2 separate regions of the Sus scrofa genome follow, and region 1 is linked to region 2. A link is a contact called in public HiChIP or PLAC-seq data. All regions are on one chromosome and are shown on one strand. Each heading gives the region's core, a stretch centred on a gene start, on an enhancer-like site or on the middle of the called end of the contact. The rest is flanking DNA. Distances are from core to core; before and after follow the strand shown. Region 1 holds the start of U2SURP (U2 snRNP-associated SURP motif-containing protein). Region 2 holds the start of RNF7 (ring finger protein 7).

The links. HiChIP or PLAC-seq counts read pairs in DNA pulled down with a chosen protein or histone mark.
Region 1: an H3K27ac HiChIP or PLAC-seq map of alveolar macrophages shows a contact between it and region 2. The contact joins the promoter of U2SURP here to the promoter of RNF7 in region 2. A contact is called at or near these places in 1 of 5 promoter capture datasets (fetal liver) and 1 of 2 datasets of contacts at active chromatin or transcription factors (alveolar macrophages).

What each region holds. Positions count from the first base shown.
Region 1 is chr13:83,701,950-83,708,860 of Sscrofa11.1, forward strand. It overlaps U2SURP (U2 snRNP-associated SURP motif-containing protein), which reads left to right and starts at 2,552. Exons shown (of 28, transcript XM_013982108.2): 1 at 2,552-2,706. The coding sequence starts at 2,662.
Region 2 is chr13:82,543,233-82,549,894 of Sscrofa11.1, forward strand. RNF7 (ring finger protein 7) reads left to right here and starts at 5,243. Exons shown (of 3, transcript NM_001245011.1): 1 at 5,243-5,562. The coding sequence starts at 5,388. It overlaps LOC102160777 (a long non-coding RNA gene), which reads right to left and starts at 5,208. Exons shown (of 3, transcript XR_001300354.2): 1 at 5,009-5,208. It overlaps LOC100515582, which reads left to right. Exons shown (of 11, transcript XM_013982099.2): 11 at 364-1,989. The coding sequence ends at 375.

The DNA of each region.
Region 1 (6,911 bases), core at 1,302-3,801, 1.2 Mb after region 2:
GGTCATACTGGTTTGACTTCCTTTGGGGCTTTATCGTAAGAGAAAGAAGTCTGTGTCTCCTTATTTTTAAGTCTTCAGGAGTAAGCATTTAATAAAATGATTTTTTTATGTGAAGTAGGACTTTAGGGATTTGAATGAAAAGCATGTATATATTCACTTTGTGACAAAGTCAGCCTGCAGCATTGCCAGAACATGGCTAGACATAGCCAAGCCCTTACATTGCCCTTCAGCTCAGCTGATTTCACTTTCTAATCCTAGATTGTAAACAGATAATTAAGATCTAGTGTGATGAGCATCTTGAGTGGGAAATAGGTTCCTATGGCAACAGAAGTAGAGCCTCTTACTTAGGCTTAGTGCGGGAGGGAAGTCTTTAAGTCTTTCTGGAGGAAGTGATATCTCCAACAAGAGTAAACAAACAAACAAACAAATTTGATTAGCCTTCAATTAGAGGCTAGGATGAAGGTGAGAGTGGAAAGCCCAGAACTGAAAAAATCTGGGCTTGAAAATAAATTTAATAGGACTGGAGGTTGCAAAGCATCACTCCCATTCAATGTAGAGCACGTGTAACTTTCTGATGATTTCCTGTTTGTTTACTCTCTGTTCTTCAAACCCCATCTCCCACATAAAATAGGAGTCCTTCCTAGCCTGCTGATTCCTCAGTGCCTGGCACATGATTTTTAGTCTTTCCATGTGTCAGATCCTGTTCTAAGGGCGTCCCTCACTACTTCCCCAACTTCCCCTCCCTTTCCCCCAACACCATCCAACAGACAATATTCTACTTCTTCAGAGTTGGCTCAAATGCTTCCTTCCCTTTGGTTTTAAACCTCCTCCATCTCCTTACCCCCATCCCTACCTCCAGAATTAATTACTTCTTGAAAAGTTCCCACAGCTGGTGATCCTTCCTTGAAGCATCAGTTGAATTCTCCAGTGTTAGTTTGCTTTTCCTCATTTCTTTCCCCCATTCCTGTTAGTCTTAAATCATATGAAGACACCGTGTTTTTGCCTCTGTAAGCCTTTCAATACTCCATGTAGGCTTTTATATACCAAGCGGGACTCAAAAATACTTTGAATAAATGACTTCAGGAGTTGGTCATGAACCCTTCTTCTTCCTCTAGTGCTCAATCTTTTAAAGCTTAAAATTGGACATCACAGCCCTACTTAATTCTGTTGAAGGCTACTCTTTGCCCTCAGAATAGAATTCTAACTCCCCAAGCACAGTGGTTACCTCAGGGCCCTGTGTGAGCTTGCTTCCATCCACCTCTCCAGCCCTACACCTGGTCTAATACAACGTGACTGCTTACTGTGACTGCACAGTTGGGCTATATTGATTCATGCCATCGGATTTTGTTTCAAGTACTTCCTTTGCCTGGAAAGCTCTTTCCATTTTCTTTGCCTGGTTTGGCTCAGGAATGACCTCCTCAAGCAAGCTTTCCTTCTTTGAATACAGATCCTATTAAAGAAGGAAAGAAAGAAAGAAAAAAGAAAGAAAAGAGCACTGAAGTATGGTTACTCTCCTCTATTTGTGATTAAAAATGAAAGCAATACCAAACTGTAAAATGTAACTCTTTTATCTTGTTTTTTTTTTTTTTTGTTTTAGGGCCACAGGTGTGGCATATGGACATTCCCAGGCTAGAGGCAGAATCTGAGCTACAGCTGCTGGTCTAAGCCACAGTCACAGCAATGCAAGATCTGAGCTGCATCTGCAATCTACACCACAGCTCACCACAAGGATGGATCCTTAACCCACTGAGTGAGGCCAGGGATGAAACCTGCTTCCTCATGGATCCCAGCCAGGTTAGTTACCCCTGAGCCACGATGGGAACTCCTATAAGTCTCTTAAATGACACACAACTGTATATATGTAACTGAATCCACTTTGCTGTACACCCAAAACACAACATTGTAAATCTACTCCGAAATAAAAAAAATTTTAAATAATAACTTATATGAATGCTAGATTTAGACTATCGTCTGCTTATGATTTTTCTCTCATGCATCCTTTCTCTCCACGCACCCATTTTGCAGACGCCTTAAACAGACTATCCAACAACCCCACTGCTGGAATCTCAGCTTGGGTCAAAAGCTGCCCTGCTCTGCTTCTCGGCACCACTGCATTTTAAAGTAACTTGAACAGACCGCAAGTTTGCCTTTCCCCCTAGGGGATGAGAGCCAGAGGTGGCGGGAACACCATCTTTGTCCATGGAGCACCATACCTCAGCCCACTCTCCTGTTGGCTCCAGGTTTACTTGAGTCGAAGTAAAAACTCCTCCCGGCTGACCCATGCATTTCTTCTTTAAGAAGGCTTTCCCTAACTCATCCAGCAAGTGCAACTAGTTCGCGCCTATCAAGGGCTGGCACTGAGAAAAGGGTGCATTCCAACCAGCCCTGAAAGCCTGGACAAGATTCCCTAAATTCTCCGGCGGAGAAAGCAACCCGCCAGGGAGACGCCCACAGATATTCAGCAGAGTGGGCAGGGCTGGAAAAAAAAAAAAAAAAAGAAGACCGACACCGGAAGTCACGTGGCCACTTCCCCTTGAATAGTCGGCAATCGACTATTCAGCCTTGCAGGCGCCTCTGGCGGGCTGTGTTGAGATCCAGTCTTTCGGCGTTCGACTCGCCCGTGCTGCTGCTGCCGCCGCCGAAGGAGGGGCAAAGCTCAAGATGGCGGACAAAACGCCAGGCGGCTCTCAGAAGGCCAGTTCAAAGGTAATTTCTTAAAGGACTTCGTGAGTCATTGAGTCTATCACTGTCGTCTGGAGACTACAGACACTTCTGGCCAGCGGGAGGAGATTGGGGTGGAAGTCCGCGTTCCGGTCGCGACGGTAGGCCGGGGCGCAGACGCACCGTGGTGCGCAGGTTGAGAGGCCTGGTATCTCCCCTCGGTCCCAGCCTGGATTCGGCTCGAGGCTGGCGGGCCCGGGGCAGGTGGCATGAGTAGTTCGCCCCGCGCTTACCACTGGGGTGAAGTCAGGGATTTACACTGAGGTCTGACGCCAGGAAAACGCGCCTCTGTATTTCAGCTTGTTGCGCTCTGAAGCTCCGGGACAGAGTCTAGGAGAGGCGGGAATCACTTCCCGGTACTTAAGGTCTACTTCTCTTTCCTCGGTTCTTTGGGGTTTGGATCTCGTACGCTTCTGGCCTCCTTCAATTTCCCTCACGTCCTGCAGGGAATAAATAATCTCTAGGGCTGCAGATTGTGAGGGGAGGCCCTATAGTGGAGGGACGCGGGGTGGGAAATGCAGAGGCGGGAGCAGTTCTCCTTTGCGGTGCTGCATCACCAAGGTTAATGCTACGCTCTACACGTGGTCTTACCTCCCTTAAGGGGAAGTATGAAATGAACGCTTCTTTGGAGGGCTCATTTTCGAGGACTCGGGGTCCTCATCACCTCCCGAAAGGAGAACTTTCATAAGTTGCTTTTGAGTGTACAGGGAATCGTGTGCAAGTATTGTGAAACCACTGAGCTGTGGGAGTAGTTTAGCTTTAGGTTGTGATTAGCATCTGGCACCAGTTGCCATCTTGGACGGGTCATTTAATCGTTTTTGCTTTGAGTTTCTTTTTCAAAACGATATTAAAAGTAGTAGATAGTGCCCAAAGTAGTTGTTAAGCTTTTCTATGCTGATGTAAGAAATTGTGTAATACACATCTTAAAGAGTGTGTATGAATTGCAAGTCGGTTACTAGGAAGTTAAGTTTACTGTAGACGGGGCTAGTTCTGTGTGTGCAGTTTGTTTTGGGAAATATAACCTATTATATACTTGCTTTCTCAGTTTCTAATCATAATCTTTATGCCATTTGGTGCATGACGTCTATAATTAGTTCGTAATTAGTAATGGATTTACCAGAAATCCTTTAGTTGTGTGGAGGCTATGATAGAAGGCCAGTATTGGCTGCTTTACGTTCTGCGTTTACTCCTTGTTTCTCCTCTCCCCACTTAATTTCCCCTTGATGAGGAGGGGAGTAGTTGGGTACATCACTCTGCCCACTTCCTCAGCAGACTCATCAGAAAAACAGCCCTGTTTACTGTTAGGGAACGATTACCAAAGTTAGCCACATCCATAAAATTCACCGGTAAGCGTCACTATTTTTGTTTCTTCTCAAAATAATACTTTAGTATCTCCTATTTGAGGCCTTGGATACATTGAAAACATTTTAAAGCATATGTTCAGCCTTCTCTAAGAGTATTTGTCAGGGTTGTATATGGCTTTTTTTTTTTTTTTTTTGGTAAGTGTAAATTGTTGAATCTGCCAGGAATCTTTTCAGTTTGTATTGCTTTAGATTATCGTCAATTGATGTGATTAAGAGGTTTCCTACGATGTCTGTAAAATATAGTAGGGCTCAAATGATATGGTTTTTTGCATTAATATGGAGGGTACACGAGGTAGTGGAGAGATTATGGATTTTGATAACAAAGTCGAGATTTGGATTCAAATTCTGACTTGGTACTTTATTTATGATGTCGCAAATTGCTTAAACTTTTGAGCCTCAACTTCCTTGTTGGTAATGTGGATATAATCTCTTTTTCTACAGGGTTGACGTAAAGGTTAAATGAGTGAATAACTCTTAGTTCCTTTGCTTTTCCCTTTTGTTCTTAGAGGAAATGAAAAGTATTTACTTTTCAAAATATCAGGATAAGTTCTAATGCTGAGATTTAGAATCTAGGTCATTAGTTAACATAATGACTATCCACATTGCTGCTTTTTATTTCTAACCCAAGTCCAGAATTTATTGGAGAGAGTTTAAGATCATTTTTGCTAATACTTTCAGTACTTGGAATTTCTAGCCTTTGCTCTCTAGTTTGATTTCCTTTCCTGTGGGGAGTTTAGATGAGTGAGGATTATTCTACTACAATACAGAGGGAGTGAACAGATTCTTCAGTTTTGTGCTTTCTTACTCTTTGTTAAATTGTAGTTATTAAATTCCTATTGATATGGTCAGAGATGCTTGTTAATCATACTTCTAGACACTGAGAAAAATGTTAAGCTTAAAAATGTACAAGGGAATGTAATGTACAGCATGGCGACAGTCTTTAATACTACTGTATTGCATGTTTGAAAGCTGCTGAGAGTAGATCTTAGTTCTCATCACAAGAAGAAAACTGTAAGGCAAATGGCTATTAACCAGGCTTATTGTGGTGATGTTTTTGTAGTGTATACAGATATTTAATCATCATGCTGTATACCTGAATCTAATACAGTGTTTTATGTCAATTATATCTCAGAAGAAGTTTTAAAAATAAACAGATTCTTGCCAATGACAATGGCAAAATTATTTGATGTGTCTTAATTATAACATGTTAAATTAGCTAGTTTCTTCTTGCTTTTAAAATTGTTTCAAGTATATGTAGTCAAATGATTTAATCTTTACGTGTAGTCACCTAATGAAGAGACCACGTGCCCTTTATTTTTTGTGTAATTTTGCTATGCTTTTCACTTTAAAGCCTGGCAAATGTAGAAATTCAGTAAATGTTTTAGGAACTAGCAAAAAATTTCCTGTGTATTTATTTCTGTATCACCAGACTAAAATAATGCTCTGTGGGGGAGGGGTGTTGGTGCCATGTTGTAGCTTCGATTTTAGGAAGAGAGGCAAAGAGCCTATAATTTTGCTTAGAAAAATGTTAAACATATTTCCTTAGATTTTAATTTATAAAAATTAATTTTGATTGTAAGAGTTGTTTGCTCAGCAAAATGAGAATATGAAGAGAATGTGGTATTCTCATTCTTCTGCATCTCCTGTGCTGGTAATACTGCTAATACAATGGGATTGTGTGCCTTGTTATTTTCCTCTGTGACAGTGTTTACTTTCTGTCATATTACAAAAAATTGGGTTAGAGAGGTAAATGATCAAAGTAGACAATACTGCTGGCTTTCTTGGACACCCAATGCTAAATTGGTGTGGGAACTATTTTGATTCATTGCTGATTAACAAAAGTATTTCACTTGTATGAAATAAGTAAAATGAGGATCCTTTCAAGGCTTGTGCTCCTTAGGTGTATATTACTGCCTGTGTCATGTGGCAGCTGAAGATCTGTAAAAGTTAAATATGATCAAAAAACTCCCAACAAAACACAAACCTTGAAAATTAGTTTAAACTGAATCTTCATTATGACTTGGTTGTAATTATAAGATAACCACCTTACGTTAAGATTATAAAGTGGTTAGTTTTCTGAGTGGAAGGCTGTATTTTGGGGTGGAGGGAGGAATTAAGAACTTTTGTTTTCTTCATTGGTGCTTTTTAAAAATTTGAATATTTGTAGCATTGATGCTTGAATATGGCTGTTGGTATGATTTTTAAAAATTCCTATCTTTACTAGATTGAATTGATTGTTTTCTATATAAGTCTAGTATTTACTTCATTCTCATTTTTATTCCTTAAGCTTTGTTCCCCTGGAAAGTAAATCAACAAAAATATACTACTTTGCCTTACTGGCAAATAGGAGGACTCAATGAGAGGAGGGTATGCAAATTGAAGACTCCTGCATCTCTATCCCTTTTTACAAAGAGCATCATTTTTGAAATTAAAGGAAAACTTCCTACAAGATATTAAATTCAATGTTAATATTACAAATAACTTGTAATATTATACTAAAATTGCAATATTTTACTTATACTATTATTAAGTAGCTTTAACATTCTATTGCATGTTGGCTGGATGCTAGATATTTTGCTGAAATAATTTTTTTTTAAAGGTGCAGTTGCCAGTAGTACTTGAGGCTATTTGGTAATGTTAGATTCTCTTCTTTGAGGGGTTAGATGTCTCTTCCTTAAGGAGTTAATTTTTTTCACTAGGCTCTTCCTCAGTTTAGATTAACTATAGATCATTCAATATGTATTTAGAACTTTTTATGTATTGGTAGTGTTTGGGATGTGATTTTAAGGATAATTTCAGGTTTGTTATTTAACTTCATTAAAATAA
Region 2 (6,662 bases), core at 3,993-6,492:
GGTGCCCTGAGTAGCACATTTTGCACTTGATCAAATCAGGAACATTTGGGTTCTAGGTAACACTCCCCTAAAGCATCATTCCACACTGATGGATGATGACCAAGGGACGAGCGGTAACAGAATAACATAGTTCTCTCAAAGAATAGTGCAAACTCTACCTCTTCTCTTCAAACCACAACATACACACAAAATCCTGGCTCCAATTAGCCTATTTGTGGATCTAAAACAATGAATTTACCTAAGCTCTTTATGAAGCTGTTCTACATCTTAAGGGGTAATGATTTACATGTGCTTACTCTCTATGTAGTTGAACTTCCTTTTTCATTTTTTTCTATTTATTATCTCTTGTTCATTTTTTCACAGGCTAGAAACTGAATATGGATGCCATATAGCCATATGGATTTTATCTATTTCCATGACCTACCACACATGCCTGGAAAGATATTGTTTGTTCTATAATAATATTTTTCACTATAACCAAGCCCCTTTCAAGTTGTAAGATTTGATAAGACTCCTTAATGAAAGTTCAAAGTAGTGTTAGTCCTACCATGCTTGTCATTTTCTAAAATGTTGACTTTATAAATAAGCCTTGGTAAAAATAAGTGGGATTCTTCTCTGAAGCTTGTTCTCTTGTGCGTGTGAAATTTATAGTTTGAAGGAAGTCATGATCTTTAAGAAAGAAAGACTTGTCTTTCATAAATATATCTATGGTTGGGAAAAATAGGGATTTTGGGGGAAAATAACCACTTTCTAAAAGGCAACAACCCTAACAATGGGGATCTTCCCCAAATGAGGAAAATTCTGATCACTCTACCCTCCACACTCTGTAAGATTTCAATAGCTCCAAAGGAAATGGAAGCAGTATCCTGATCAATGCATAGATGATAAATTGAATTAGGTAAATTGTATACAGTACAGGGATAAAAAGCATGGGCTAGGCAATTAGATGAACCAGAATTCTCTGTGGAATCCTGCTGCTTTCCGGGTGACCTTGAGCAAGTCAGTTAACCTCCAGGTACCTAAACTTCTCCTCTGTAAGATACAGATAAGAATGGTACCTATCAGAGTTCCCTTGTGGTAGAGCAGGTTAAAGATCTGGCATTGTCACTGCAGCAGTTCTGGTGGCTGAGGACTTAAGACTTCATTTTGAAGTTATAAAAACAAACCCTGTCATTCATCCAACATATAAAATGTAACAAGTGCTAGGAAGTTAGTGGAACCCAACTAACTGAGGAGGTGAGGTTGGGTACAGAAAATTGTGTCCACTCTTGCAGATTAGCATCTAACAAGGAAGATAAGATCCTCATACATTAAAAGTAAAAAACATTAGAGCATGAGTTGAAATAGTATAAATCCTTAGGGTAAGGAAGCCTACAGAGTAGTGACATCAATTTAACAAGTCTCCAGAACTTATATATCCAATGTGTGAGCCCTCCTGAGAAATTGTTCTTGCTCAAAAACCAAAACAAAACAAACTTTTTTAAAGATTTCCCACTGACATCCACTGGGTAGAAGTGTAAAATCCGTGTGCTTATTTAGGGGTCTTTTGGCAATGTCTATCAAAATGAAAAATACATAGCCTTGACTCAAACATTCTACTTCTAGAAATTTATTTTACAGATATACCTCACACATATGCAAAGAAATGTGTATAAAGATGTTCACTGCAGCATTGTTCATTGCACAGTGGAAACAGCTACATGTCTCAAAGGGTTCTCCAGGACATAAACCACAGGAAATACACATGGTGGAAAACTACCACACAGCCATTAGGAAGAATAATGTGGATATGGAAGTGCTTATATGGAGAGATGTCCTAGTCATACTATTAAAGATAAAGAAAAGCCCAGATAAGAGTATATGTGAATTTTTCATATTAAAAATGAACTAAGGGAGTTCCCATTGTAGCGCAGTGGTTAATGAATCCGACTAGGAACCATGAGGTTGAGGGTTCTATCCCTGCCCTCGCCCAGTGGGTTAAGGATCTGGCGTTGCCGTGAGCTGTGGTGTAGGTCACAGACTCGGCTCGGATCCCACATTGCTGTGGCTCTGGCATAGGCCAGCGGCCGCAGCTCCTATTAGACCCCTAGCCTGGGAACCTCCACATGCCGCTGGAGCGGCCCTAGAAAAGGCAAAAAGACAAAAAAAAAAAAAAAATTAAAAATGAATTGATACAACATGAATCAGCAATTTCACTTCTGGGTTTATATCAGAAAGAATTGAAAGCAGGATCATGAAGAGATAATTGTACACCCATGTTCATAAAAGCGTTATTTATAATAATCAAATGGTGGAGGCAACCTATGGATCTATCGATGAATGAACACACACACACACACAAAAGAATATCACTTAGCCTTAAAAAGTAAGGAAATTCTGACACATGCTACATACAGCATGAAAGAACCTGGAGGACTTTATGCTATGTGAAGTAAACCAGTCACAAAAAAGACAGATATTGTACAATTCCAATTATATGAGATATTTAGAGTAGTCAAACTCAGAAACAGAAAGGAGCATGGTGGCTGGAGGGAGAAGAGGGAGATGGAGAGTTGTTTAATGGGTATACTTCCAGTTTTGGAAGGTGAAAAAGCTCTGGAAATTGGTTGATAACAATGTGAATGTGCTTGATACTACTGAATTCTACACTTTAAAATTGTTAGGATGGTAAATTTTATGTTATGTGTATTTTTACCACAATTTTAAAAATTCAAGTGAGTTGATGTGCTCTGTGTTTGTTAGTACATACAGAGCAATTTCTGGAGACTCTATTGACAGTGCTTGCTTTTTTTCCCACTGAATACTCATTTTCCTATTTTAAAGGTCTTATCACTTATGAGCTATCAATTTGTAAAAACTCAAAATTGTTTGATAATCATCAGTAACAGCACTGTTTGGTTGTTATGTGACCTAGTGCCAAAAGAGTGGAAGAAACACAATAAGCGCTATGATTTTTCTGGGAGGAATGCATAAATAGTAGCAAAGAGTGGTCAGTAAGGACACGAAAATTAGTTTTCCTCACAGCAAACGCAATGTAGTTAGAGCAGACAGAGGGAGGTTCTGACCACTTCCAGAGATGTTAAATGGAGTCGGGGGAAGAGAAGAGTCTAAGGTGTCTTTGGATGGCTGAATCAACTAATCTGATGAGGGTCTCAGAGAGGAGTGCTTGGAGATAACATTAGAAAGGTAGGTTGGGGCCATACTGTGGCAGGATTTAAAGGACCAGCTGGGACATTTAGATTTTGTTCTGATGATAATGGAGAGCCATGGAACATTTTGAGCAGGCTAGTGTCAGGTGGAAAGGGGGATCTAAGCAGATTAAACAGGCACTTTAGATTGAATGGGGAGGCCAGACAAGAAGTCAGGACACAATAAGCCAGGAACAGAGTGAAGAGGTTCAGATGAGGCATAAGCATGTACCATTCCTTGTCCCCTTCTTTTTTGGCCACACCCAGGGCATGCAGAAGGGACAGGGATTGAACATACTACAGCTGTAACCTGAGCCAGAGCAGTGACAATGCCAGGTCCTTAACCCACTGAGCCATGAGAGGGAACTCCTACCATTTCTCATTCTTAATCATCCTCTAGCCTTTCATCTGAGTTCCCTCCTTTTCTCTTTCAAACTGCCCAGTTCCCCCCAACTGGGGGCATTTTATCCTCATCTGGTTCTAGCCTTCTTTTTTAAATTAACTATCTGGCATTTATAGCATCTCTAGTCAGATGTGTGGTAGCTTAATGTGAGTAAAATGTGTGTCCTTTATGGTTCATCTGGGTTTGTTTACAGGCATTTTTGTCTGGCTCATAAACTTAGTGGGGTCAACTTTACATCTGCCACCACTACTACTGCTCTGTTCAACCTGACAGCCTTGCAGAGGTTTGCTTTCTCCACCCACTTCCGGGCCTCCGATGCCTCCCATCTTCCCCCAGTTCAAACGTCACCTCTTCCATCAGCATCTAGCCAAATGTGACCCAAATGTATCCACATTTATATTTTCACACATATATGCTTCCTTGCCTCCTCCGCCAGATTTCTGGAGCTTCTAGCCCCCATCCAGACATCAGGAGAGGAGGGGATGAGGCCCAGTAGGAAAAGGTGGGAGGCTCTGAATTCCAAACCCGACACAGCAGGTGTCCACCACTAGGTGGTAGTGGTGATCAGGCATCTTCGTGGGCTCTCCATACCACAGCTTTCTTATTTAAATAGAGATGTTATCTGCTTTGCTTGGGAAAACATAATAATATGACCCCGGGCTAGATGCAGAAGAACCCTGGATTCAAAACAGTTACCTTTAGGGAATAATGGTGTGTCTTTATCTTATTTTTCTGGACCTCAACATTCCTATCAATAAAAGGAGGATGTTGGACTAGATAGAGGTTCTCAGAGTGTGGTCCCCGGGGGTTCCTGGGATCCTTTCAGGGGAAACAAGGTCAAAAGTATTTGCATAACAATATTCACCGCTATTTCTCTTCACTTTCTCCTGTGAGTATACAGTGGAGTTTTATAAAAGCTACAAGATATGTGATATCCTTGTTCTAATGATTACTTGTAATGGGTTTATTGCTTTTCCTTGCGGGGGCGGGGGGTGGGGGCACACCTGTGGCATATGGAAGTTCCCAGGCTAGGGGCTGAATCGGATACAGCTACCAGCCTACACCACAGCTCACAACAACACCGATCCACTGAGCAAGGCCAGGGATTGAACCTGCATTCTCATGTATACTAGATACTAGTCGGGTTCCTCATCGCTTAACCACAACAGGAACTCCTATGGTTATTTTTTAAGTGAATACATTAAAATTTTTTTCGTATTTCTTAAAAAAAAAGTGTGTGTTTGTGTGTACACATATTTTACAAACCGAAAGTTCTTTAATGTTCCAGTGATTCTTAAGTGTAAAGGGGTGCCAAGACCAAAAAGTTTGAGAACGGCTGAACCAGATTTCTAAAAGATAGTCATTCATTCACTCAACAAATAACTACCCCTCCTGAGGCCAGGCATTTTTCACATACCCAGGAGAAGGTGGTGATCAAGTCACGTCCTCGCTCCGATGGCGTTTTCATTTAGGAAGGGAGTACATCAATATGACAACTTGTGAGAGCCAGAAGGGTCACGAAGGCATAAAGCAGAACACCTGCTTCCTGCACCGGCAACCCTCCTGAGCGCGGCGCCCATTCTTGGCCAAAGAGTCGGAGCGGGCCGGGCCCAGGGCGCGGGGGCGGTGACGTCACTGGGACGCGCCAGCCAGTCTCGGGCGGCCTCCGTCGTAGGCCCCACGGTGGCCCGCAGCCTGCGGGCGGCGCTGTGGCCCGGCGAGGGGCCCCAGGGAGCCGCCATAGTCGCCCGCCTTCCGCAACCTAACGTCTCCGCCGCCGGCTTCGCGCCGCCGCCATGGCAGACGTGGAAGACGGCGAGGAGCCCTGCGCCCTGTCCTCTCACTCCGGTAGCTCAGGAACCAAGTCGGGAGGCGACAAGATGTTCTCTCTGAAGAAGTGGAACGCGGTGGCCATGTGGAGCTGGGACGTGGAGTGCGATACGTGCGCCATCTGCAGGGTCCAGGTGATGGGTAAGCGCTGCACTCGAGACCCTGGCTGTGCTGCGGCCTCCGCGGGCCCAGCTCCGGCCCGTGGGACACACCGAGCCTCGGAGAGACTGTTCCTGGAGGTATAGGGGCGGGGTCGCCCTGCCTGGGAGCGAAAGACTGGGGCCACGCCCGTGCTGCTGCTAGTCGGAGGGCTGCGGCCGGCGACGGGGACTGGTAGTCTGGGGAACGAAACAGGTGGAAAGCAGGGCAGTTAAAAAGGTAATTTCAGGTAGTGATGGGTGTGGTCAAGACAATAAAAGTAGGTGAGTTGATGGGAGCTGCGAGGCACCACTTTGGTTTGTGGGCCCAACCTCGCCACCCTTTTCTAAAAGCAAACTGTAGAGGTCACGGTCAAGGCCCTGAGTCAGCGGGTCGTTTTAATGCTTCTTTTCACACACCAGAGTGATGCTCTGGAGTCATCTTCCACAGTAATGACTCTTAGTCTTGTTCCGGAGAGGCGCAGGAAAGAAGTGTCCCTAGCTGTTGCCTTTCGGGATTAGCTACTGTTCTGCTGGCTTTAAAACTTGGATGATTCAAGACTGGTCAGATGGCAGTAGCTTGTCTTGAAGAAGAATGTTAAGCCCTTTATTCAGAAACATAAATTTTAATCTCATTCCTGGCCCTACGCTATCAAAGGATGCCATTTCCTGGAGAAGACAGTGTCCTGATAGGCCTTTGTGGAGAATTTTCTTTTACAAATAAGTCACTTCTTTCTATAAATTTTTTTAAAAATATTGGACCAAGTGAAACCTTTCGGGACAGCTTCATCCTGTTATATTTTATATGGTTTCTGTTCTAAGATCTCAGAACACCTTGAAAAAGAGATGCTGTTTAAATGCATCCTTATTTTTTTTAATAGGGCATTTAAAATCACTGTGAGAGCATCTTAAATGAAACCGAGGTTTCTATAGTTTGAAAGCTTTTACATCTTAAACCGAAAAATCAGAGTTTTGGAGAAAATAACTCAAAAATTGCTCTCAAATCAACTATAAGGAGTTCCCTTCGTGGCGCAGCAGAAATGAATCCGACTAGGAACCAAATCAACTATAAAAGAAAAAATAAAATCTAAAAAAAAAAAAAAA